Linked DNA regions of Mus musculus: regions 1, 3, 4, 5, 6 and 7 are each linked to region 2. Evidence: chromatin contacts called from public HiCAR-type, Micro-C and promoter capture Hi-C data. All regions are on one chromosome and are shown on one strand. The core of a region is the stretch at or near the end of the contact, and the rest is flanking DNA. Distances in the headings are between cores, read along the strand shown. Region 1 holds the start of Tmem177 (transmembrane protein 177). Region 2 holds the start of Gli2 (GLI-Kruppel family member GLI2). Region 3 overlaps Ptpn4 (protein tyrosine phosphatase, non-receptor type 4). Region 4 holds the start of Tsn (translin). Region 5 holds the start of Sctr (secretin receptor). Region 6 holds the start of Epb41l5 (erythrocyte membrane protein band 4.1 like 5). Region 7 holds the start of Ptpn4 (protein tyrosine phosphatase, non-receptor type 4).

Region 1 (3,873 bases), core at 853-3,352, 860 kb after region 2:
CGGGTTCCATCCAGAGTCCGACACCTCAGGCTTCACAGAATCAGCTTTCCCATTGGCAGCCAGGTGTAGAGCAACTGTGATGGGTAAATACAGAGAGGACATTTCAGTGTCTCACAGTGGTGGACATCCTCTGGCAATGGCTGTATTGCCATGGCTAGACACAGCACTAAGTATTCGACAGCCTCTCTCCAACCACCACTCATCCTAGAGTGACTCTCTAACTGACTTAGGATTCACATGTTTAATCACCTACTGTATGCTAGACACAGTTCTGAGAGCACTGCGTATACAGCTGTCCCTCAGTGGCTACAAGGGTTTACTTCCAGGATCCCCACAGATACCAAAAATCAAAGACCATCAGTTGCTTTATATAAATAGCATAGCATTTGCATATGAGCTCTCATAAAATATATATATATATATACCCACCTCTCACATACTTTAAGTTATCTCCATACTACTTATAATACCCACTACAACACAAGACTACATATAGAGCTAGACTACGACTAAAATGTCTGCCTGCTCAGCAGACACAGTTTTGCTTGCATATTTTCAGTTCTTGGCTGATTGAATATGCATGGACACAGACAGCCAACTGTACTAGGAAATACATGTAACACTAATAAACACAGGGAATATTTAAACGCACACATTTATACATAAATACTATATGTGCATATCCTTAGAGGATTAGATTCAAGATACAAACATTCCAAGATCCTCACATGCTCATCTCTTACAAAAAGGCTTAGTATTTGTTATTACAGAACCTATTACAATGCAAACACTACATTTGTAATTTGTGATGCTATATTGCTTAGGAATTAAAGGCCAGAAAATAAAGCCATGTTCAGTACAGATACAAATTTTCCTTCCAAAACATTTTTTGATATGTAGCTGGTGGTATCACCAAATATAGAGTCTGAGGACACAGAGAATTCACTGGATTCAGTCAGTCTAAGAAAAAAAAAATCATACTTCAGAGCCCATACCACAACAGTTTATTTCCAGCTGTGAAAAGGGATGCAGCTGGACAGGTTTATTGGCCAAAACCACAAGTGGCAGTGTCACATGCTGCCTAGTGTCCCTACTTCCACCAAGCTCCCATGGTTGAGCCACATTTCCATTATCTTACGAGGTGGCTGTATTTGGAGCTTCGGCCTATCATTGAAATAGAAACGGAAGGTTCGTGGGATAGCAATACTCAGATCTCACTGCTTTCGAGCTCAGATCCGGACACATACAGAAAAAATACCACATGAAGATCCAGGGGTAAGATGGCCATTTGTTAGCCTTGCTGAAATACCCAGGGAGCCTAGCTTGGCCACACCTGAGTCTTGGACCTCCAGCTCTGGAACTAAGAAAAAATAAACTCCTGTTGTTCAGGTCATTCCTCATGAGACACTTTTCTTGGCAGGCTAACCACTGATAGCAAAGGTTCGGTATTTGATCACGGGCCGTTAGAGATTCATAGCAAGCTGTTCACCTTAAAAATGTTATCTATTATATATACACAAACAGACCAAACAGACCATCCACCTCACTCATTAGCAAAGTTAATATTGTTTTTAAAGTTAATTGGTGGTGGTTTTTTTTTTGAGACAAAGTCTCACAGGCGCACTTTTGAATATTCTGGGCACCTTATTTCGTCTGTGATTATGTCACTATGACTGTTATTTCTCTTTGGATGAAATTTCACTTTATTCCTATCTCCGCGAAGCGTTTGATTAGCAATGTACTACTGTAAACAAAACGTAGGGTTCTGTATCACTCATTTAACTCATTCTTTCCAAGAGGAAACTGAGGCTAGAAAAGACAGGGTCCTTGGAAGGGAACAAAAAAAAAAACAAAAAACAAAAACAAAAACAACCTCTCCCGGGTCGGCCTCTGAGTCTCGCAGTTGGCCTAGAAGCAGGTGTAGGCTCTGGCTTTAGAAGAGCTCTCAATGTGATTCCGCCCTGACACATACCGGGCTGCTTCCAACAACCGGAACATGACTGAACCCGGAAGCTGGACATAAGAGAACTCACAGCCAAGAGGAGAGCTTACCTCGGTAGCAACCTTAGAACACGCCGCTCCCGCGCCGGACTGAGCAGGCGCAAAGCACGCCGGTCTGGGGGCCTTTGTGGGCGGGGCCTTTGTGGGCGGAACGGGCGTTGTGGGCGGGGCTTGGAGCAGCGCTTCTGTTCTGGTCCTGAGGTCTGCTCTCTAAGGTCTTATTCAGGGCGAGGTGGAGCAGTTTGAGGACTTTGTTATCCAATTCAGCCGTGTCGCGGCGCCCTTCGGAGCCAAGATAGAGACCTGCTGGCCCGGATTTCTGTAGCGCCGAATAGGTATCTGTGCAGTACGCTGGGAGGAGAGCTAAGCTTAATGAGAAAAGCGAGGACAGAAAGGTCTGGAATTGCTGCCAGTGACCGCTGCATTCCGAAGGTCAAGTGACCTTGTGAGACCAGCAAGAATTGTGGTCTAAAGCCGGGTGTGGTGGCACACGCCTTTAATTCCAGCACTCCGGAGGCAGAGGCAGGCGGATTTCTGAGTTTGAGGCCAGCCTGGTCTACAAAGTGAGTTCCAGGACAGCCAGGGCTATACAGAGAAACCCTGTCTCGAAAAACAAAACAAAACAATACAAGAAAAGAAGTGTGGTGTAGACCATATTAGAGTTAAGTAATAAGTACTTACTAGAAGGCACACCCAACAAATGGTAGATGCGTGGATACACAAATGTGCGCTCATTCATTTATAGGTGAACTTGGATGTTGCTCCTCAGGAGACAGCTGACCCGTTTTTGGAGATAGGGTTATCTCACTGGCATCTGGGGTTCAGCAATTAAGGTAGCCAGCCTGATCAAGTGAGCCCCAGGGGTCTGCCTGCTTCTGTCTCCCCAGGGCTGGGATTACAATCATACACCATTAACAGCCAGGTTTTTGGTTTTGTTTGTTTTTATGTGGCTGCTGAGGACTGAGCTCAAGTCTGCATGCTTTTGTGGCAGTCACTTTACCACTTCAGCCATCTCATTAATAGTCTGAGGAGTTTTCTAAAAAAACAGTGCCCAGGGGCTTTGGGTGTTAAAATAATACTCACCATTGCTAGTGTTTTCATTACTATTCAGTAGGTTAGAGCTATCTCATATCTTTAAGCATAAAGTCTGTTTACAAATATTACCTTAATACATCCAGGAATTTCTGTATAAAGATATTATTCTACTTGGTTTATAGTCAACTTTCAATTAATCCACACACCTTACAGATTATCTTCCTTATTTATATCTCACAATTTCCTTTTTTGTTTTGAAAATCAAATTTCCTGAGACATCTCAAACCACACTTTGGGTGAACTTAGTTGATGTTTTGGTTTGGTTTGGTTTGGTTTTTAAGATATGATTTCTCTATGTAGCTGTGGCTGTCCTGGAACTCATTCTGTAGACCAGTCTGACCTCAAACTCAGAGGTCCACCTGCCTCTACATCCTGGGTGCTGGGATTAAAGGCCCACACCACAGCCACCACCAGCCACCACCCCCTCCCCAGCTTAGTTGGTCCTTTAAAACACACTTACCCCCAGTATTACTCAGATTCTCCAGGGAACGAGAACCTGGAGTGTGAGAGTATGTGCGAAGAAGTTTAATAAAAAGCATTGGTTCCATGGCCATGGGGGCCCGGATCTTTAACCCCAACACTTGGGAGGCAGAGACAGGCAGATCTCAATAGTCCATACAACTAAGAAGGCCAAAGACCCAAGCTCTACTCTCAGATAGTTGAACAGCCAGGATTGCTTACGGCCTAGCACTGGTCAAACCCTGAAGCCCCCAGAGCAAGAGGATCAATGCAAAAGTTCTGACCTGAGTCTTAATCCAGAGCCAGGAAAACACCAAT
Region 2 (3,913 bases), core at 599-3,098:
GTTTAAACACTATTTTATGCCGCTTGCGAGGGAAACGTTTACTTTCAAATTCTCCAACATCCCCCAGAGCCTCGTCTGCAAACAGCATATGAGCGTTTTACAACTGTTCCCTTTATCTGAAGCTGTGGGGATTAAACCTTTACACGCCCAGCGAGGGCGGAGGGGCAAGGGGCCCAGGACATCGTGCGGCCACCGAACAGCAAGATGAAGGATGCCCCAGCTGGGGAACAGAGAGGTACAGAACCCATCCCTTCCCAGTCTCTGAAGGATGAGACTACCAAGAGAAGTCTCTCCTACCCCTGCTCCAACTGGGATCGGCTCTGGGAATCACAGGACAGTTACACACACAGACACACACACAAAGCCTGGAAGGAGAGGCGCCCTGGGGGATCCCCACAAACTCCTTGCGTCTCTGTAGCCAGGTCACTCGAGGTGAAGCGCAAGGGCTCCATCCTTAGTGTCCTCAAGCTCTAAAAGTCAGGTTTCCTAGGAAATGAGAGCAATTGCTGCCGGGCTGAAAAGGAGCCCAGTTGGGTGGACTTCCAGCTCCCGGCGCGGCGGGAGCCCTCTCGAACTCACTCAAGCACACGGTCCCTCCCCCCACCCCCAATCCCGGAGGAAAAAAAACGCTCCCCTCTCTCTAAACCCTTAATAGGATTGGCGCCCAACTCTGTCCGCGCCGCTCCTCATCCATCACACACAGATCAAGTTGCAGTAGTGGATTTTTCAAATTCCTCAGCAAATATACTTGTTGAGAGATTGCTTGGGGGGTGTTAAGTGGGGGCTAGGATGAAAGCGAGGAGTAGGGGGAACCGATCCCTCGGCGAAGGATTACGCGTGGATCCATTCTGGAAGTCAAGGGGATCTGGAGACCTAGGATAAGAGAGAAAGGTAAGGAAGCCAGAACCGAGGTCCAGAGACTGGCGGCGGAGGGAAGGGGCAACAGGGTTCAACGAGAGGGAAAGAAGGAAGAAAGAAAAGACTGGCTCCTGGACGCGGACTCGCAGCGCGGAGAAGTAGAGTTGCAAGTTTCCAAGTGGCCGGCGGCGGTTGCAGCACACCGCACAGTCCCACAGGCGCGCTCCCAGCTGCCCATCTAAGGGAGCTTCGGCGCACCCCAGCCCCCACGTCGCCCCCAAACAGTTCCAGGCTCCAAGCGGTACCACCGGTCAAAGACCGGCCTACCCGAGCAACCCAAGAACAAGAAGCACTTCCCCTCAAGTGGAGGGCTGTGGTAATAAAATCGACCCCGGCCACGAGTTCTGATCCCCAAGATCCTCCTTAAGCCCTGCCGCTGCTGGACCAGGGCACTAATCAGGGTTGCCTTCTTTAGCCGGCCCCCCTAAAATCAGTGTCACGATCTCGATTCCGGTAAACGGATGAGAGACACTCCAAGACCGCCACAGCATCTCAGCCGAAGCTGGCCAGGCTAGGAAGTGCTTCGCCACCAAGAGTAAGGGGAGGAAAAAAAAAAAAAGAAAGAAAGAAAGAAAAGAAAAAAGGAAGGGTGGGAAGGCCAATGCAACTTTACCGAGGAGACAAAAGTTTGCCTCTAGCATGCAGGTGGCCTCTCGGGCGCCGGGCAGTGGTTGCAGGGCCCCATCCCAACTTGGCTGGAGTGGGGCTGCCGAGTGCGGGGGCTCCGGCTGCCGGGGCGGGGCTGGCCAGGCAGAGGAGGGGACCAAGGCGGGCGGGGGACTCGGGCAGTCCCTAAGGACACCAGGCCAGCAGCTCCGGGCGGCTGCGATGCTACGCACGACCCGTGCTCCTTCCTCTGGCTCCTCCTCGCCTTCCTCCGCGTCCTCTGTAGCCGCCGCCGCCGCCTCCCGCTCCTCCTCGAAGTCTCATTGATGAGAGGAGTTTGAAAAAAAGTCCGCGGAGCCGTGCTGCCTCGGCTGGCGAACGCCGGCACTCATGCAATCCATCAGCGTCTCTGGGATGGCGCAGCGCCCCCGCGCGCTGAGCTTGGGCAAACCCTGATCGTCGCGTCCTTAGCTTGCCCGCCCCGCCGCGTGCACCCTGCCTCTGAGGCTGGGGGTGGGGGGACACCACCCTGGAGGGGGATTGCCAGCGGGCGAACACAGACTCTCCCCCACCTCAGCTCCAGCAAGGAAAGCACCCCTTCGGAAAGTTCCAGCGGGGGACCAGAGAACCCAGGAGTTAGGGAGTGGGGGTGGGGGGTGACGACCCAGACGCCACTCTGGAGGAGAAGAGCTGGGACTATCGCAGATTCTTCCAACCCAGTTCGGAGGAAATAAAGCACCCCTACCAGAAAGTTCCAGCTACAGGAGCACACGCCAGTCTCAAACACTTTTTCTAAGGCGCCGGGTTGGGGGGTTGCTAACTCAAGTCAGATGAGCTCCGGAGCTCGGGCGCTGCGACTGCTGGTTTCAATATCTGAACTCCCCCTTTCTTCCCAACCCCCTCAGCCCTCCGCTGGTTGTTCCCAAAACTCCCGGATCCTCTGTGCGCCGTAGCAGAAGGAAGACACGTGGGTTGGGAAGCAAGACTGGATTCACGCAGGCCCTCGTCGCCCGGGCAGCTAGTGCAGGTGCCCGGGGTCCCAGGCGCCCCTCGCCATGGCTCGCTCACGCCGCCATCTGAGAGCACGCCGGCGACAAGTGACGCCAACCTTAGGCTTGCTGCTTATGTTTTGCAGTGAGAGGGGTCTTTCTTTCTTTCTTTCTTTCTTTCTTTCTTTCTTTCTTTCTTTCTTTCTTTCTTTTTCTTTTTCTTTTTCTTTTTTTTCTCTTTTTTTTTTAATCCCGGAGACTCCATTGAAGCTGCTGCAGCCAGATGGAAGTAATCAGAGGGAGAAGGAAGAATTAGGCTCACCGAAGTTGCAGGCCAAAGTGTAGATGAGGCTGTTCATGAAAGCATTTGCTTAAGTAGCCCCGGCTTTCCATACAGTCCAGAACTGTCCACTCCAAGAAGCAAGCAGGCAGCAAATGGCCGTGCCCTCCCAAGCCATGGGACTCAGCTTCCTCTCCTGGGCTCTGCTCTTAGAAAGCTGCCCGCGGGACTTCTTTATATTTCTTCCTGAGGTCTAGTTCCTTTGTATTGCTTAGCCTGCCATAGGGTATCCTCCTTTTAAAGGTGGAGTGACTGATGCCTGAGGACGCTTAGAAACTTGCCCACAATAATCTAAGGTCGGTCCATTTAAATAGAGGTGTCCTGTTGAGAATGTTGGTCACATCTCTTTCGAGCCCCTCCTTCTCAAAGCAAGAGAACCAAGCCTCCAGACCAATTCCACCCTGCCTTAGAGAAAGCTCCTTCTCAGCCCATGTTACTCACTGATTGGATCACTGTTGGTGGACGGCACAGTTTACACCGTGGGCTCTCCCTTAGCTTTATTTGTTTCTGCAAGTCAGTATCTATTTTATGAAATAGCCCAAGGCATTCCAAATGCTATGGATACTCTCCTTCCGAGGTCCACTTCCAAGACCCTGAGTTTTACATTTAAAGTTTATATTCCACATATTGATTTTGTGGGACAGGGTGTGAGGTCACAGTCCTCTGGCAGCAGTCAGAGGACAGGGCAGAGGGGGCTGTTTCTCTCCTTCTGTCATGTGGGTGCTGAGGACCCCACCCAGGCTCGCAGCAAGCACCTTTGCTGGCCTAGTCTTTTACTGACCTTGACTTACTTTTTAACAGAAGGGGAAGTGCTGTGTCCCATTCTTCCTTTCTTGTTACCTTCCTTCTTGATCTAGAGCGGGGAAGGGCAGAGATGCTACAAGGATTTGATGCTAACTTTGTCTTCCCCAAAGTCATCTTCCCAGGTTGGAAGTCAGGGGGAGTGGGGGTGGGGAGGTGACAAGGTGTTCAAATGGAAAACTTTCTGGTGTGGCGATACATGGTGGGGTGTGACAGGACGTTTTTCTGAGAAGATGCAGCTTGTGTCTACTTCTCTGCC
Region 3 (3,636 bases), core at 10-2,509, 770 kb after region 2:
ACACACACACACACATATACTGAGCTTTAAAACTGGACCTGAAAGATATACATAGTATGCATACCTATTCAGTACTAGCCTTTAACATAACAAGTTTCTGGTACATATATCTACTGAGCTTTAACACTCGACCTGAAAGATTTTATATATATAGTATGCATACCTACTTACTGTCAACCTGTTCTTATAAATGGTCATAGAGAGATATTAACTTTATTTCTAAAGATGAAAAAAGAGGGGGCATAACCCTGACAACTTTACATGGCTAGAAAATGCAGTAGCTAGTGTTCCAGCCACTAAAGGCTGAAATCAATCTATCAGATGCCAAAGATTAATTTGTTTATTTAATCAACTAAGTAACCTGTGGTTCAAGAATTATTCAAAGCATGGCATCTCCTATAGCTCATATATTAGCTAACCAATATAAAGTACTTTAGAAATAATTTGGAGGGGTTAGGAATAAAGCTTGCCTTGCAGACAGAAGACTGGTTACTTGCTAGTATTGAAGAAAATGCCTTAATGACTTCTAAGACCATCAGAGGCTTTATATTCTATCTGATTTTCTTGGACTACTCATTCTAAGGACACTTCTCTCAAAACTCAGCTAGCATATCTCCCTCCCTCTGCCACAAGTTCATGAATAAGAGCTCCAATCTATAGCCTATGCTTGTGTCATGAGACACATAAACAAGCATGCCTGGAAAGGGTCCCTCTATTCCCCAAGCATTCTGACTCCCCAGTATTCCTAGCCCAGTAAGCATATATTATATTGTAGAAAAGTAAACAACAATCATTCCTGGGCCCTGTTACATTAGAATTCCTCACACATCGAATCTAGAAATCATAAAATGGCGATTGCTTCATGTCACTAAGTGTTGACATTGCTTTTTAGATACTAACTAGAATACTTTATTTCTATCACTTCATTCTTAAAACAGTGATAGTTCACTATTTTTATCTCTTTGCAGATGCAAAGATGTTCAACTAGCAGCCTACAGGCACCCATGGCTAAGGGTAGTTATGAATGCTACCCAACACAAACTGTAAACTTAGGTGGTGCATGGATGCCATCTAGATGACATATGGATCTGTAGGTTCATGTAACCTGAGGGCTGCTAGGGGATCCCCACCCACACTGTGCTATGCAGGCCTGTGCCCCACCATGGACTTCATGGATTTCGCAGTGGCCTAAAGTATTGCTCTTGCTGGTATTCACTAAGTTGGCAACTAGATGCAGTAGAGAACGTCCGTCCCCTTGGCTGCAGCAGTTTGCTCCAGGCCATGGCTCTCCTGGGAGGTCTTTAAAGGCAACTGCACACACAGATGTAAAAAACAAAAACGAAACTGTAAACTTACAACCTTGAGGGTTTTGTTTTTTGTTATTATTTTACATGTGTGTGAGTGTGTGTGTGTGAGTGTGTGTGTGTGAGAGTGTGTGTGTGTGTGTGTGTGAGTGTGTATGTGAGAGTGTGTGTGTGAGTGTGTGTGAGAGTGTGTGTGTGAGTGTGTGTGTGAGTGTGTGTGTGTGTGAGTGTGTGTGTGAGAGTGTGTGAGTGTGTGTGTGAGTGTGTGTGTGTGAGTGTGTGTGTGTGTGTGAGTGTGTGAGTGTGTGTGTGTGTATGTGAGAGTGTGTGTGTGAGTGTGTATGTGAGAGAGTGTGTGAGTGTGTGTGTGTGTGTGTGTGTGTGTGTGTGAGTGTGTGAGTGTGTGAGTCTTGTGCACAGTTCTCAAGCATATACTTTGAGATGAGAACACTGTTGAAAAGCTAAAAGGTTAGGCATGACAGCTAGAAGGATTAGGTGACTGGCCCAAGATTGTACAAGCAAAATTAGGAGAGGCACTTGAATACAGACCTACTTAATCACCATATCTTAATGACTTCTACTTCTGCAAGCTAAAATCATTCTTAATGTGTTTTTCTGTCACCCATGGAAGAATCTACTATTTGATCCATTGTATAATCTATTTCAACACTACTAGAAAACTGAGAACAGAAATGAAATCATTTCTATTTACATATTAAGAGGTTAGCCTAAATTGGTGGCAAACATCTTTAATCCTAGTACTTGAAAGGCAGAAGCAAGTAGATCTCTGAGTTTAAGGCCAGCCTAGAAATTAACAAGTTTCAAACCAGCCACATTAGCCAGGGTTTAACAGAGAACCTGTCTCAAAAAAAAAAAAAAAAAAAAAAAAAAGTTAAACTAAGATATAAAGAACTCACTGCTCCTATGTGTTGGAAGTTGGGGGAGGGAATTACAGGGGGCCAGCTTTTTCCTCCTGGTTAAAAACAACAAAAAAGTTCCTAAATTGACTTCCTAAGTAAGTCATTGTACAACAACAAAAAATGTTTTTGTTGCACAAATGAATGAAGGAGGCAGCAAAAACAGGGCATCCATTATACCAATTATTAGTTCTTAAAATAAATATTCTGAGCCGGGCAGTGGTGGGGCACGCCTTTGATCCCAGCACTTGGGAGGCAGAGGCAGGCGGATTTCTGAGTTCAAGGCCAGCCTGGTCTACAGAGTGAGTTCTAGGACAGTCAAGACTATACAGAGAAACCCTGTCTTGAAAATAGTAGATAGATAGATAGATAGATAGATAGATAGATAGATAGATAGATAGATAGATAGAGTTCTAGGACAGTCAAGGCTATACAGAGAAACCCTGTCTTGAAGATAGATAGATAGATAGATAGATAGATAGATAGATAGATAGATAGATAGATAGATAGATAGATAGATATTCTGAAGTTACTATGTTGTAGGAGAGCTTTAAAAGCAGCTGCAGAGGTCATTCCTTTTTAGTAACAACAAAAACATTTAGAATGCTTGGAAAGCCACTGAGATAATATCCTAAATTTTAACAAACACAGCTTCCTTGAGACAGCCACTCCATTTTTCTGAGCTATGATTTCTTCCTCTGTTAAGGGAATAGAATGAATATGACTAAACAGTTAAAATGTGGTAAATATGGCTTATGGATTTGTCTTTTAATGAGTACTGAGGACTGAATCCTGGGTCTTACATATGAACTCAAAGGCTCCAGCACAAAGAGAGATACCCTCAGCCTCAAATGGTTTTTAATGAATTTCAAGCTGTCACTTCTGGTTAATGCTTACCCACTGGACAGTCCAGGACTACATGAACTGCAAGACTACAGTATCTCTGCATAACCTAGTTCTAAAACTAAATCATTTCTAATGCCAAACTGTTTAAAAGTCTATTCTTTCAAAAACTGAATAAACAAATCTAACTGTGTAACTGGTAATACAACTACAACAAGGGAATGAAACAATCCTAGTAACTGTTAAACTTAATATTCTTAACCAGAGCTGATAAAACATTCCTGCAAGGAGGGGCCTGGAGAGATGGCTTCTAGAGGACCAGTGTCTGTTTTCCAATACTCACATGGTAGGTCACAACTGCAGTTTCAAGAGATCCAAAGTTCTCTTCTGGCCTCTGTAGGCATCAGGCATACACATAGTCACATAGTTGCATACACACACACATGCAGGCAAAACATTCATATGTACATAAAATAAAAATTTTAAAGCTTTTCCTATAAGAAGACAGATTTTAAATTTTTTCTTACTTTTTTTTTTAATGTACATTGGTGTTTTGCGGCAGGTCTATGTGA
Region 4 (3,853 bases), core at 1,271-3,770, 740 kb before region 2:
AAGCACCTCTTTGGAACTGATCATAAAAGATAACAAAATTTAATAATGAAAAACTTACCAAATTGCCAATGTAGTTCTTGCTAAATCATCTATGGAGTCTATGTGGGCATTAATCACCTTGAAATCTGAGGCCATTAGTCCTCAGCTACTTTTCCTGTAAGTCCTCACACACCAAAAATCAAGACTATTTCTACCTCCCATGGTCAAAAAAAAAAAAGAACTTTACTGACTATTCTCAGATTGATAAATTTTACATCATTGCATAAATGACTTGCCTTGGTAACCTGTAAGCTGTGTATCAGAAAATAACTTCAGCTCTCAGCTATGCTGGCTGCATTGTACAAAGGGATTCATGTCTAACTTGACATATTAGAATCTCAACAAAGGGCTGACTATAAACATGAATTTTAAAACATTTTATACCTGGCACTTTATTATCTACAAATGTATATTAAAAGGCATTCAAAAAAAGAAAGTAAAAATAGAAAAAAAATTTAAAGAAAAAAAGGCATTCAATCATTAGAATCATTCATTAAAATACACACAAAGACTCACATGTGCCAACTGTAATGAAACTCACTGAAGTCTGAGGTTCAGGTGAGAGGAACACAACTCAACACAGCCTGGGCAACAAAGCAAGACTCCCGTTCTCTCTCTCACACACACACACCAATAGACTAACATAGCAAAACAACATTCCTATTTAAACCACACTATACACACATGGAAAAGCAACCAAAATATCAAGAATATCGTAAATCCTCAAAATGACCAAACCCCTATTCTCCAATTTTCACTCACAATAATAAATAAATAAAAGCATAATAAACACTCCTCACAATAAATGACAAAAGTGTACTCAGTATGTCCTTTTAATGGACTTAAGAGTGATATGTTGGACAAAAAAATTTAAAAATTTTTTCAAACATCAAAGCAAAAAAACTTACTGTCCTGAAATCCAGTACCCTGGTGGACCCCTTGAAGTAGGGTCAAAATCTCTCGAGCAGTTTGTTCTAAACTCTGTACAACTTTTCGTATTTCCTAGAGAGAATTAAAAACAAAAGCCAGATAAGGTCAGTGTAATCTTCAGCAGAGTCGCCTACAAACATGCTACCACACCCTCACATTCAGTCACAGCTCTCAGACTTTCACAAGAAGGGATTCTTCAGGTGTGAATCCAAACTCTTCCAGTAATTTCTTCTTGTCACAACTCAAGGAGCTGCTAAAAAAGCCTCAAATTCTACAAGTAGCCGTGAAAGAAAAATAGCCACCTGCTCAAGAACCCAACTGAGACACTATATAAATGAATAACTGACAATGTAAATGTTCTCTATAGAACAAAAACTTAAATACAAAGTGGTGACTGATTTTCATTCATTCATTTTGCACACATTCTCTGAGCACATTTAGTTATGGGCATTATGCAAACATCAGAGACGCAAGCAACTCCTTCTAGCAATAGGACGGATAAATGGGTTTTTTTTTCTCAATTTCTCACGATTTTAGGAGCTAACAGAAAAGCAGTCAAAATAAGGACTATAAATTTTGCACGTGTTAATTTCAGCACTGAAAACGCTGAAGGCTACAGGTTCGAGTTCGAGGTCACCCAAGGCTACTACACATCAAGATCCTGTCTCACGCGCAAAAGGAAAACAGCCAGAGAGCAGAAAATAAACTAATTCCAGCAAAAGCAGATAATACAACCAAGGGTCCTCAGACAGAGCAATATCTGGAGCATTAGACGAATAAAAAGTTAACTTAAACACACACACAGTAACGAGTGTAAATAAAAGGAGAGCGGGGAAAGAGACCTTGTGAGCCACCGGAGAATCTAGATTTTTTTTAAATTTTTTATGCGGGATGAGAAGCTACAGAAGAGCTTTTTGCTTAAAGAAAGACCGCAAGTGCTATTTAAAAAAAAAAAAATACCAGCAGCCAATATAGAAAAGATGTGCTGGTTAGCCACGGGCGTTAACCGAGCCTGGGACTGGAATACTGAACTAGGAAAGGTGATATTCTAAGAGGTACATGACGCTGAGAAGTCGAATCCGGAACCAAGAGGCGGCCTAACCTAAACCCATCGGGCCTGAAAACGAGAGACCGAGCAGGACCAGGCCAACTGGACCAGCCTGGCTAGGAAAAGAAAAAAAGGAGATGGGGAGGAAGGGGGCTCGCCTCTCGGATGTCCTGCTCGGCAGCCAAAAAGCCCTGCAGCTCCACGAAGATCTCGCTCACAGACATGGCGCTGGCTGCCCTACAATCAGTCAGCACCGGAGCACCGCCGAAGAAGTACGACCCACAAACAAGTAGCGGACTCGCTCGCAACGCCCGTCGCCGTCGCCACTGCCGCGTCCACTAGCCCTTGCGCCAAGGCTGGCGCCGGGGTCTTCCCACACCCGCGGCGCACCGGAGCCCGGGCTGCCCGCCGCAATGCCTGAAGCGCCGCGCGCACAGTCCCGTGCCGCGCTCTTGCCCAGAATCCCGACGGCAGGGCCGAGCCTCGCCTGCCGCCCGCACGTAGGCATCTCCGGAAACAGCCCTACGTAGGGGCTTCAGTGGCCCGTGGCCGTAGGCCGGCTGATAGGCAGCTCCAATTAAGGAGGTGGGGATTCGCAGATAGGCATCTAGGAAAACAGCCGGTTGGGGGGGCGGGGGGGGGGTCCTTAGGGACACTTGGCTCGTAGAAGGCGGGGCCAGCGAGTGGCGCGGTTTGCTTATCCATGTTATCTGTGTACTTCAAGCAAGGGAGGGAAGTTATACTTCTGTCTGCTCAACAAAGAGCATGCATAAACTGAATGGGGAAGAATGGCGAGAGAATGTAATCCGATAAATGAAAAATAATAAAAGACTATAATCTAAATAAATATTAATGAATAAAAATATTATCTTCGGGTCTGGAGAGATGGCTCAGCGGTTAAGAGCATCGACTGCTCTTCCAGAGGTCCTGAGTTCAATTCCCAGCAACCACATGTTGGCTCTCAACCATCCATAATGGGAACTAATGCCGTCTTCTGGTGTGTCTGAAATGCAATGTACTCATATGCATAAAATAAATAAATCTACCAAAAAAAAAAAAAAGAAAAGAAAAGAAAAGCGTGTTACTGTAACCTTCAACCAGGGACTACACTTCAGCTATGAACGTGCTTCAGGGCTTTGAAGTCCTTGTACATGATCTGCCTCACAGCTATCCTATCCTCCCAATGAGTATCATGAAGATCTCTCTGGTCTTGAGCAGTCTTGAAGAGGCCAGAGTTCACCTTGTAGCTCCTGCCAGCTGCTTCTCCACCTGATCACCGAGTGCACTTTCTGAATGAGCTTGGATGGAGTACTTCCTGTTATTTCTTTGAAAGAGTATCGTCTGTGGTGGCGTGAGGGCTCTTAACCATCGAAAGGGAGAGATTGACAAACTTTAGCAGTTAAAGGTTTGTCACCAAGACTGACAGTCTGATGGAAGGAAAGAACCAACTCCCACAAGTTGTCCTCTTCAAACACACACACTACACTCACACACACACCAAGTAAATAAATGTGTAATCTTTGATGGACAGTCTCATACTCTCCCCCAGCCCAGAAAATCTATTTTAACTACAAAAGAACCATTCTTTGAAGGAGCAGGAACTAGCCAAGACACCCACTTGTACAGGAACTGTTTTTGATCATGTTCTGGACCCAGTTTCCTCATAACTTAGTAAGAAATATTCTTTGGGGGGGGGGGTCGAGAAAGGGTTTCTCTGTGTAGCCCTGGCTGTACTGGAACTCACTCTGTAGACCAGGCTGGCCTCGAACTCAGAAATCTGCCTGCCTCAGCTCGAACTCAGAAATCTGCCTGCCTCAGCCTCCCAAGTGCTGGGAT
Region 5 (3,516 bases), core at 316-2,815, 950 kb after region 2:
AGTAGGAAGCTACAAGCAGTAACCAAGCGCCTGTGGAGCGCCTGCCTAACTTTAATTTACAAAGCATCCCATAGATCACAAAGATCTGTCCCAGCATCACATGAAACCAGTTGTGATGGAAAGTATCTGCAGTCCCAGCACTTGGCATGTGGATCGGAGGACCAAACACTCAAGGGCACCCCCAGCTATATCAGAGGGAATTAAAGGCAAGTCTGGGCTAGAGACGCTCTCCAAAAATAATAAGGTCTAGAAGGAATTGGAGAGGGTACTGGGATTCAAAGCTGGCTGGGGGCTTGTTGATAGTTTTAGATTTGCACATGCTGTAAAGAGGCAAAGTATCCTGAAGGATATGCCGAAAGAAAGGGGAAGGAGGGAGACTTCTTTCCCTTCGGCATTTGACGAAATTTTCATTTTCTGAAGATTTGTGTCTAACCTTGAAACCTGCCTCCGTGAGATGCTAAGTGTGTCTACAAGAGGGCCAGGAAATTGGCTCAGTCTGTAAAGTGCTTGCCGTGCCAGTGTGAGGACCTTATAAAAAGCCAGGCATAGCAGTGTGTGAGCACTAGCTATCCTGGCACTGGGGAGGCAGAGAGAGGAGGACCCCTAGGGCTCAGTGGCCAGAGGTGTAGCCAAGTAATGAGCTTCAAGTTCACTGAGAGACCTTGCCTCAAAAGGTAAGGGAGGAGTGACGGAGGAAGAACGTTCACTGCCGATCCTTAATCTCTACACACACCTCCACACAGGCGTGCACACAGGAAGTATTGATATAACTTACCCCAAAGCCAAGCACAGCCTCTCCCCTCCTCAGGATGACCTTTAAAACACCATTGGAAGGACATATTGAATATCTAGGGTTCTGATGGTTGGGACTTTGGTTTAATGTCCCACTTTCTGCTACTGTGTGACTGGGGCACTGAATTAGAACTAAAGAGGCCATTGACATAAAAGAATGGTCCCTCTCTTTCCCAGGGAGGGTGACGTTGAAACTTGGAGAATGTACAGAACGGTATTTTCCCATAGCATAGCGGCCACCACAGTCTCCACCATCTCCTCTCACACAGAGCAGTGCTGTTTGTTGGGCTGTCGGCGGAAGCCTTGGGTTTGATCTCTAGCTCTGCATGCGCTGGGTGTGGTGACTCTAATGCTAGAAAAATCACTGGAAGCTAAGGAACAAGAGTGTTCTGTAGGACCAAGTTGAGGTAGACTTAATTCTGTTTGTATAAAAGTCAGCCTGGGAAATGGTGTAGGAGACCACATCTGTAATCCCAGGGTTAGGAAAATTGAGGCAGGAGGTCTGAGAGTTCAAAGTAAGCCTGGCTTATATAGTGAGACCATGTCTCAATCGAGGATAAGAAAAGAAAAGAAAAGAAAAGAAAAGAAAAGAAAAGAAAAGAAAAGGTGTTGCCTACCTTGTCACTGCTGAAGGCACGTGACTTAAGTCCTCCAGAGAAAGTACTTTCTGGATTGGAAGGGAAGGAGGGAGGTTGCAGCTGCCTCTATGCGGGTGTCTAGGGTCCCTCCTCCTCTCTCCTCCCTTCCAGCTCTGTGCCGCCCCCCAACCCCTCCCTGCTATTCCCTGCAGGGTGGAGTCGCGAGCTGTCGTCCAGTCTTTATCAATAGGCACTGCAGGTTAGTTAACAGTCTTGCCACCTCCTTCAGGGAGCAGCAGTCCCTAGCCTGGCTGTGGGTCTGGTCGGATTGGGTAGGTCCAGCCATGGCTTCTCTGGGCTTGGGGGTCGCCCAGGGTCCTGGACGACATGCAGGACGCTGAGCTGGACACAGAGACGGACACCCAGCTCCTGAAGAGGCCAGAGCACAAAGGGGATCAACAGTGGGCGGAGCATGCTCAGCACCATGAGCCCCCGGCTGTCACTGCTTCTGCTGTGGCTGCTGCTGCTCATCAATGCAGCGCACCCTGTGAGTACCCCGCCCCGTCCCCGCGCCCCCGGATGTGGACCCCACGGACCAGTCCACGGTCCTCTATCCGGCCCTAGGAGTTACGGGGAGCAGCCGATCTCTCTTCCCTTAACATACTATCGTCCACTCTGACGGAGCCCTCTTCTCTCCAAAGGCAAAAACTTCAAGGGCTCTGTGTGAGGCTCACTCCCCTCACCTTCGCTCATCCCTTCCCGCCGCTAAACTCACTTCTTTCCAGAAGACAATTCTGTAGCCGCCCCGGCAACGATGCGTGCTAGACATTTGCACTCTAGGGTTTTGTCAAAACACCCTCGTTCCCTTTTGAGACCCGTGGTCTCAGGCACCGGCCAAGGCTCAGAAAGGGGGCGGGAAAGGCTTACTGTCAGAATAAAGCCAGAACCACATTGTTCAGGCTAGTAGCGGTTTTTTGTTTTTTCACGTGCTCCGTTGTGCAGATGGGAAATTTTAGTTTTTCCATCTGTGTGGGATCATTTCAGCCCTCTGTGACCTGGAGGGACTGACTTTCTAAAGTCTGCCCGTCTTGGGAGCAGTAGGTCGCAACAAACTCGGGTAGGAGAGGAAGAAGGTTGGAGGAAGGGGAGAGAGAGGCCAGGCGGGTAGTGGTTTGTGTTGCTTTCCCATAGAAACTTCTGGGAACTTTCCCCTGGGATATCTGAGTGAGAGACAGGCTGCACTGAGGCTGGCAGGATGGGAAGAACTGGGAAGAAGGTCAAAGCTGCCGGGTTGGACTCCAGGGTTACCACAGGGAATGGATCCTGGAGCTGCCATCTGGGTCAAAAACATTGTTTCCCGTTTCCTGGGACATTTTTGTTCTGTGCCAGGGAGGCAGGAGCAGGTTCAGCTTACATTTGTGTCTCAAAGGTGATGATCTCGGGAATAAACGGATGGGGAAACTGAGGCTTTGCTTGGTTCAAGTCTTCACTGCACCTGAGACGGCTGCTTGTGTATGTCTGTTCAAGTCCCTCATTTTACAGCCGATCAAAGCCCTCAGTGGGAGACCTGCTTTTGATCAGCATGTTAGGAGCCAGGCTGGGACTAGTGCCCAGATCTTTAGACTCCTCACTTTGGAAGGAGGGGGTGGGGTCTGGCCTGCCTGAGGTTTGTTCTGTTCCTTGTACACCTTGTATTTGCATGTCACTAACACACACATGGGCAGTGTGGACATCCCTAGGAGAAAGGCTTCACGTGGGCCTCTGGTTATTGTGTGGGCTTATCCAGACCTGTGATTCTATCTCTTGAGGATTGTGGTAGAAAACGCCTTTAATAAATGAGGGTGGAAGGGCCTACTTTGTTGGACTATTTCCCAGCTTCTGCAACTTTTCCTTTCGCTCCTTTGACTCTGAGTGCTTGGCTGTTGGATTTTGAGATTCGAGGATAATAAAGACAATTTCTTCCTTCCTTTTGGCATTCCCTCAGAGGGACATCATAGGTGTCTTCCAAAGAGACCACTAAAACTGACGTGTGTGGTCCTAGCCCCCGTCTTCGCCTCTTCCTACAGGGGAGGTTTCAGAAAGTTCTTTTGCAAGTGGAAACCGAAAACAGTGACTGCTGAAGGGGTTTACCATAAGAAACTGAGTG
Region 6 (3,460 bases), core at 186-2,685, 600 kb after region 2:
CCAAGTTCATACATACTGACTTGCCAATTGCAAGTGTCAACTGCGCCTCCCTTTTGGCTCTTCCTGTTGCAGTGCTGGGGATTGAACCCTGGGTATCCATGCTTTACACCATAGGGTATCTACAGCCAAGCTAGTGATTTTTTAAAAAAAAAAAAAAACAGTAATATTGAAAACTATAGAAAATGTCCTAAAGTTATCAGTATCTTTCATCCCAGTTACTCCCGCAAAAGAAACTGTAACTAAGAAACTAAACACAGGAACATTGCGCACATCGCTGCCCAAACAAGTTATCCTAACAAGAACAACAACAACAAGAAAAGAAAAAAACAGGTGTGAGCATTTAGATTTAGTTCAGCCTAGCGTTCCAGAACCCGGGTTTGGTTCCCAGTATCGAAAGAAAAGAAAAGAAAAGAAAAGAAGGAAAGGAAAGGAAGAAAGAGAGAAAAAGAATTAGAAGAAGAACGAAGTGGGGGTTGGGAAGAAAAAGAAAATAATGATCCCAAAGTGTTCATTTAGACACATACAAGTTACCCACTGCAGTTAGCAGTGCTCAGTGCCTCAGCTCAGTGCATCTGGGGTGAGCGGAGTTGTGAATTACATTCATAATTTCTTGGTGGGCTTATCTCCAATTCTTAAGGGAAAAAAAAAAAACCATTACTAGTAATTTTGAACTATTGCTAAACAACTTCGGAGCCTGGAGCCTTCTCGCTCTTAAAGCAGAACCCGGGAGACTACAGTAACCAGAGATGGACACAATTATCTTCTACCCACAGGAGAACCCATCATTACCGGACGCGCGCCACGCGTGGGGGCGGGGAGCGCCCTCGGCCTTGGCGGTTCCCGGGAACGCACCTGCCTCGTACGCTTCCCAAGTTTCACTCGACCGGGAGCTAGCTGGCACGTCCTGTCTCACCGATGTCTGCCCACAATCCCGGCGAAGTGACACTCGAGGCGACCTTCCCCTAATCCCACAGCTACGGGGAGGTCAGGGGTGACCAGAGTTTCCCCCCAACAACGCGCGAGACCCCGGCGACGCGCCCGGCCCTCAGCGGCCACCGCGCGGTATCGCCCGAAACTCAGCGCCCAGCCCCATTGGCCGTCGCCGCCACTCCCCTCCCAGCCCGCGGCGTCGCCCGGGGAGCCGGGCCGCCCACCCGGCACGGTCGAGAGCCTCGGCTCAGTGAGCAGGGCCAACTGGACACCCGAGGCCAAACTCTTACCTGTACTCGGGGGTGAACACCGTGAAGCGACGGAGACCACTGCGACTGGGACGCGCGACCCTCGGAGAGAGATGCCCAGCCGGCTAGAGGAGAGGACGGGTCTCCAGAGACACCGAGAAATGGCGGCGCAAGGCGCGAGCCCACCCTGCGCTAATCCCCGGAGGACCCCGGCCGCCCGAGGGCACGCCCCTTAAAGCCCCATCCAAGGTCCGCCCCCCGAAGGGCGGGACGCTCCGCTCTTAAAGGGGCAATGGCACCGCCCCGGAAATCGGCCTCCTGAGACCTGAATTTAAGCTGGCAACACCAGATGGGACTATAGAAATACAGAAAGGCAGTTCACCTTTAATCCCAATACTCCAGAGGCAGAGGCAGAGGCAGAGGCAGAGGCAGAGGCAGAGGCAGAGGCAGGTGGATTTCTGTGAGTTCGAGTCCAGCCACAGCTACTTAGTTACAGGTCAGCCAGGACTACCTAGTGAAATCCTGTCTTTTAAAAAAGATTATTTTTTTCTGTGCGTATATGTATGGGTCAGGGAAAGATATGCCACAGTCCCTGTCTGAGAACAACTTGCAGGAGTATCATGTGGGCACAGGGGACCAGACTCTGGCCTTCACATTTGGAATGAAGCACTTTTACCCACACTGAGCATCTCCATGGCGCTTGGTTTATGTTTTGAATTTTTCACCTTCCTGGTAATATGATTTGAAAATGAAACGTTGGGTTTAAGATACAGTTCAGTGGTAGGGTGTTAGACTAGCACATACCAGGCCCAGGATCCAATCCCTGGCACAGCAAAAATGAGTATTTTCCTATTTTTAATGTAGTCTAGTATGTTTTCTCTTACACAGTTGTTTATTAATTGATCCAGCATTTATTTAAATGTTTCCTTGCTCCCTCCCCCCAAATCCTAGAGATTAAAGCAACCTTTAGTCTGTAATGGAGAAAGAGAACAACTATGTGTCAAGTGGTGATGAGAGCCCTGGAGAGAACGCTGCTGGGAAAGGGAAATAACAGACTGATGCTCCAGGCACTGTGGTCACAGAATGGAGGCCCTAAGTGGCAGGGCGACATTCCATTCATTCATTCTTCAGATAGTTTATCAAAATGCCTACAGCTCTGTAGACCCTGGAGATAAGGCAGATAAAGAAGAAAGACAGGAGTCCCTCAAGGCAATCCCAGCAGTAAAAGCCCCTTGGGGGCTGAGTAGTGAGTTCAGGGCCAGCACTGGCCACATTGAGAGGTTCTGTCATAATTAAACAAGTTATTTCATGGTTTAGCCTGTATGGGAGAGTGTACCTGTCCTCCTTGTGCCTATAGCCTTTGAGGCAGAAAGATCACTTAAGCCCAGGAATTGGAGGCCAGTCTACCTAACACCATCTCAGAAGGAAAAAGAAAATGCTGTAGGGTATAGCTCAGTTGGTAGAGTGCATAAAGTCCTTGGTTCAAAACATGTCTGACTGGCGGTTAGTAAACACCTAGAAAATAGCAGTGGGTGTGGGGTCTGGGAATGAAGGGTTGCAATATAAGCAGGGAGGAAGGCTCTTAGGGCAGTGACAATGACTTCAGACTTAAAGTAGGTGAGGAAAGAGCCCAGTAGACATCCGGGAAGGACATAAAGAGCAAGGGCAAAGGACTGTGTGGAGCTACGCAAGGGCCCTAGTGACACTAAGAGCAAGAAGAGCAGAAGGTCTGGAACAAGGGTTTTATGGGATCTTGCCTGAAAATTAGCGTGTATAAAGGGAGGCTGCAGCTCACTGAAACCAGAATACAGTTTCCGGGGATTTGGCACTGTCCGTGCCTGTACCAACTGCTCCTTCTGTCCCCATGGCGTTGCTAGATTATTGTCAGTTACCAGTGTGGCACCTCAGCTGGGGCCAAAGGAGCAACAGCTGAGTACTACACACAGCTCTATCCATACAGCCTTGTGGTGGAGAGATTAAAAACTCAAATCACCATACCAGGAAACCAGCATCATTTCTGCTGCCTGGTACAGATTTTTAAAGCAAGAGTAGTTTCAAAAAGGCAGGGTAGGCGAGGGGATCTAGCTCACCTAGTAGATGCACACACATACAATATAGTAATTGTTATAAAATGAAATTATGCAACATCCACGTGATGGCATAATTAAGAATGAGTTGGGCTGGTGAGATGGCTCTAGAGGTAAAGACACTTAGAAGCAAGCATGATAACCCCAGCTTCATCCCCAGGACTCACAAGGTGGAGAGAACTGATCTCTACATGA
Region 7 (3,499 bases), core at 304-2,803, 780 kb after region 2:
CTTTTTCTTTAAAAGAGTATTAAATTTGTAATCCTCAAATTCAAGATTTAAATAATATATCTAGGTTATAGTCTACTAGGTACTCTGAATAATTGTTTAAGGTCATCCCTCCCGTTTTGGAAAACAAGTTTTCCCCTTTGACACACTTATGTTTGTTCACAAACCCAGGGTTCTCAAAAGGCTGCCATATTTGCCCTTCCAGTCTTCTAGTCTGACTTTACAAGTCAGATACATTAGCTTTTCTTGTTTTTCCTCCACAGCCATCTTTTAAATGTGACCAAATAACTGTGTTATTTCATCTGGACCCAAGATCTGGTCACACACTCAGTATTTCTTGAATTGCTTATTCCAAAAGTTAGGTATGACTAGTCCTCCTGGAACAGGCAGTTTTTAAAACCCCCTACGTAGTCCTTGTCCACACTGATGTCACTCTGTGATGCAAAGCCAAACATAAAGTCTCTGACATAAGTTTCAGGGAAACATCGATATGGATTATCATTGAAACTGTAAATTGTTCCATTACTTTAGAAACCCCAGCAAATGCATCCATACATGCATTTAACTACCTACACACACACACACACACACACACACACACACACACACACACACACATCTAGCTTTTCTTGAATCTCTGATTGAACTGATTTCCAGAAATCGTCCTGGGACAATTGAGGTGTCTACGCTTTGGTAAGCACAGTTCCTGTCCACAAAGGATAATCATACGCTCCATTTTTCCTGTAAGTAACTATAAAACAAACATTGACACCGAAACAAAAATGTAAAGCCAGAAAGCCACAAATGACTGTGCTTAACATTTTACAAAACCCCACAAACACCGATCTGTTCTTGACTACATACTCACGCTGAATCTAAACATCATGAAGGTAGGGACGATTCCAAAGCAGCATGAAAAATCTAAGTTCAGATGTTCTACATCTCAACTTTTTGGGCCCAACTACTGATTCCTAAAAGCAAGTATAATACTAGCAAGTCACAAGAGACTTTCAAGTTCAATGGAAGATAGCGTGTGTTCCTACCGCGTGCGGAAAAAAAATAAAGATGCTTATATGAGTCAATTAACCTAACATTAACAATTAGAAAAAAGAATCCCACAAATGAAATACTGAAGATTCTCCAGCCTTACCTTGAGTTTAGGAACATTTCATCTCCGCATCTATTCCACCCCTTCTCCCGTGCACTCATCCCTAGCAGATTTCAACTATAAACCCCAGGAAGATTCGAGTGCTCCGACCCACTAAGAAAAGGGAAGTCGATCGGGTAGTCTGGCCGCCCGGCTCGGCGAGCTTCAGGTGCGCGCCCACGACCTGCAAAGGGGGCCCAAACAGGCCGAGCGAAGGACCGCCCCAAGCGCCTCTCTTACCTTCGTTATCACAGCCGCGTCCTCCCGGCTGGAGAAAGGGGGGGGGGGGGGGGAATCCAAATACAAAAAGGCAGGAGGCCCCGGGCTCGCGGCCGGGTGAAAGAAGCGCGTGGTCCGCGTCGAGGTGCTCGCCCTCAGCGTCCCGAGAACAGCCGCCGCCACAGCGGCCGCGCCACGGCCGCGGGCCGCCTGCACCCCGTCATCCTGCGGGGCTGCGGCGGGGCTGGCGTGCGCGGGGAGGCGCGCGCTCGCACCTCGCGGCGAGATGAGCTAATCCCTTCACACGCGCCCCGAAAGTGCCGCGGTCCCCGCAAGCTGCGGGCCGAAGTCAAGTCTCTTTCAAGTCCCGGAGCCCCGATTTCTGACAGCTCCCGGGAGTCTTAAAAGAACAATGTCGCGTCCGCGGAGCAGGGAAGCGCGCGCGGCGTGAAGCGGCGGGTGACTCCAGGGAGGCGGCTCTGTGTGAGAGTGCAAAGGAGAGCCTCGGTCACCCTCCTCCTCCTTCTCCTCCTCCTCTCCTTCCTCCTCCTCCCTCGCCTCCACCGCCTCCTCCGTCTCCTCCTCCTCTCTCAAGCACACCCCGTCTCCGAGGCCGCAGCATAGCAACCGAACATGGCGGCTGCGCAGCCCCCGACCAGTCAGAGCCCCGGAACGGCGGCCTCGGCAACAGGAGGCGGTCTCGCGAGAGGTGAAGCCACGCCCTCTGCTCCGCCTCCTTCCCGCCTCCTACCCGGTTTCGGAGCGCGGGCGCCTGCCTAGAAGCACTGGTACTCACAGGTGCGAGAGAGACGGGATTTAGCGGGTTGGGAGGGGAGGGCGTGGCTCTGTGTCCACACCCCATCGCCAGGCAGCGATTGGTTCCTTGACTGTCAGTTCTGCCCCTCCTCCCTCTTCTAAGATGTACTTACTGACGGACTCTAGGGACACAAAAGAGGGGCAATAGCACAGAGTGGGGAAACTCGACCTCCTGGCATCAGGTTGTCCCAACTAAGTGCTAATAGAGGGTATAGGCTTTGAAGTGCAGTTTTCAATCAGTTCTCCTAAACATAAGGCCCTTGAAAACAAAGCCTAAGCAAAAGACGTTTCATGGATAAAACAAAGGATAGGTGCTTTCTGTGTGCAAGGAACACTGCTTTTTAAATCAAAGTCGTTCAATCATTTTAAGAATGAGGGTTGGTATTATCATGCCATGACCTTGAGGAGGGTATACCCTTAATATTTTCTGGGTAATACAAACTTGATGATGATAGAACATTCCTATAGAATAGGTGACCTCAACTAGGATCAAATGAAGGAAGGGTAAGTTGGGAGGACCCTCACATTTCCTCTTTGCTTGTTTTTCGTTTTTGTTTGTTTGTTTGTTTGTTTTACATTTCTTTATTTTGTATACACCTAAAATATGTGTGTCCATCTGTCTGTGTGTCTGTCTGTCTATCAGAGGACAAGGTTTGAGAGTTGGTAATCCTATGTGGGTCGCAAGGATTGAGCCAGACTTGGCAGCCAATTCCTTTCCTTTATCCTTTGACCCACCTCAAAAGTCCTTGACGTTTTTACCCACTTGGGGGTGGGGGGGGTGCCCTTTTCTGTGGCCAGGGTTCTTGTTAGATCTTAATCTCAATCTCTGTCACTAGAGACCTTATTTATAAAAAATGTTTTTCCTGGTGGTAGTGATGAATGCCTTTAATTCTGCCATTTGGGAGGCAGGGGAAGGTGGATTTCTGTGAGTTCCAGGCCAACTTGATATACAGAGCAAGTTCCAGGACAGCCAAGGCTAGACAGAGAAGCCTTGTCTTGAAAAACCAAAATAGATAAATAGATAGATATATAAATAGTTGGTTTGTTCAAAGGCCTCAGGAGAGAGCACTTGCCCAGTATATGTACAAGGTCCTCAGTGCCCAACACCCACATGCTACAAAGCTGCTTTTCTCCATGTTGACAAAATGATTTTACCGATAAGGAAAATCTGTTCAAAACTGTGGAAGACAATAATTTAAATTAATTTCTTCTCATTCTCATTCTGCTCCTACTCTTTCTTGTCCAGCTGGTGATGGACACTTGACCACATAGGAGGCTGAGGCAGGAGGATTAAGAGTTCAAGAACATCCTTAACTACAC

Evidence for each region. Promoter capture Hi-C pulls out the DNA fragments that hold promoters and counts their contacts. Hi-C and Micro-C count contacts between places; a contact is called where the count stands out from the background. HiCAR-type assays count read pairs that join an accessible place to other places. Capture Hi-C pulls out chosen DNA fragments and counts their contacts.
Region 1: a contact with region 2 is called in a promoter capture Hi-C map of adipose tissue, with 4 times the contacts expected there. The contact joins the promoter of Tmem177 here to the promoter of Gli2 in region 2. A contact is called at or near these places in 2 of 39 promoter capture datasets (the 3T3-L1 cell line and embryonic stem cells), 1 of 115 datasets of contacts at active chromatin or transcription factors (embryonic forebrain) and 2 of 9 other capture datasets (adipose tissue and embryonic stem cells).
Region 3: a promoter capture Hi-C map of the 3T3-L1 cell line shows a contact between it and region 2, with 4 times the contacts expected there. The contact joins the enhancer-like site here to the promoter of Gli2 in region 2. A contact is called at or near these places in 2 of 39 promoter capture datasets (the 3T3-L1 cell line and liver).
Region 4: a contact with region 2 is called in a promoter capture Hi-C map of embryonic stem cells. The contact joins the promoter of Tsn here to the promoter of Gli2 in region 2. A contact is called at or near these places in 4 of 39 promoter capture datasets (embryonic stem cells, hippocampal neurons, liver and 1 more) and 2 of 115 datasets of contacts at active chromatin or transcription factors (the NIH/3T3 cell line and embryonic stem cells).
Region 5: a contact with region 2 is called in a HiCAR-type map of astrocytes, with 2.4 times the contacts expected there. The contact joins the promoter of Sctr here to the promoter of Gli2 in region 2. A contact is called at or near these places in 5 of 39 promoter capture datasets (the C10 cell line, cranial neural crest, hippocampal neurons and 1 more) and 1 of 115 datasets of contacts at active chromatin or transcription factors (astrocytes).
Region 6: a contact with region 2 is called in a HiCAR-type map of astrocytes, with 2.5 times the contacts expected there. The contact joins the promoter of Epb41l5 here to the promoter of Gli2 in region 2. A contact is called at or near these places in 4 of 39 promoter capture datasets (the 3T3-L1 cell line, 3T3-L1-derived adipocytes, frontonasal cranial neural crest and 1 more), 1 of 484 Hi-C or Micro-C datasets (embryonic stem cells) and 1 of 115 datasets of contacts at active chromatin or transcription factors (astrocytes).
Region 7: a contact with region 2 is called in a Micro-C map of embryonic stem cells, with 3 times the contacts expected there. The contact joins the promoter of Ptpn4 here to the promoter of Gli2 in region 2. A contact is called at or near these places in 1 of 39 promoter capture datasets (cranial neural crest), 2 of 484 Hi-C or Micro-C datasets (both in embryonic stem cells) and 1 of 115 datasets of contacts at active chromatin or transcription factors (astrocytes).

Annotation. Positions count from the first base shown.
Region 1 is chr1:119,911,081-119,914,953 of GRCm38.p6, forward strand. It overlaps Tmem177 (transmembrane protein 177), which reads right to left and starts at 2,103. Exons shown (of 2, transcript NM_175106.4): 1 at 2,053-2,103; 2 at 1-74. The region is part of intron 2 of Gm28209 (a long non-coding RNA gene); the gene reads left to right.
Region 2 is chr1:119,051,771-119,055,683 of GRCm38.p6, forward strand. Gli2 (GLI-Kruppel family member GLI2) reads right to left here and starts at 1,849. Exons shown (of 14, transcript NM_001081125.1): 1 at 1,532-1,849.
Region 3 is chr1:119,819,147-119,822,782 of GRCm38.p6, forward strand. The region is part of intron 1 of Ptpn4 (protein tyrosine phosphatase, non-receptor type 4); the gene reads right to left. Among named protein-coding and RNA genes, the nearest start is that of Ptpn4, 16 kb to the right of the region's middle. Within about 2 kb of position 1,260, at least 8 of the 459 cell types and tissues checked have an H3K27ac peak or open chromatin away from gene starts, as enhancers often do.
Region 4 is chr1:118,308,826-118,312,678 of GRCm38.p6, forward strand. It overlaps Tsn (translin), which reads right to left and starts at 2,521. Exons shown (of 6, transcript NM_011650.4): 1 at 2,176-2,521; 2 at 948-1,041; 3 at 1-16. The coding sequence starts at 2,241.
Region 5 is chr1:120,005,415-120,008,930 of GRCm38.p6, forward strand. Sctr (secretin receptor) reads left to right here and starts at 1,566. Exons shown (of 14, transcript NM_001012322.2): 1 at 1,566-1,917. The coding sequence starts at 1,843. It also overlaps a transcript of Cfap221 not described here.
Region 6 is chr1:119,647,565-119,651,024 of GRCm38.p6, forward strand. It overlaps Epb41l5 (erythrocyte membrane protein band 4.1 like 5), which reads right to left and starts at 1,436. Exons shown (of 25, transcript NM_145506.4): 1 at 1,221-1,436.
Region 7 is chr1:119,835,518-119,839,016 of GRCm38.p6, forward strand. Ptpn4 (protein tyrosine phosphatase, non-receptor type 4) reads right to left here and starts at 1,554. Exons shown (of 27, transcript NM_019933.2): 1 at 1,385-1,554.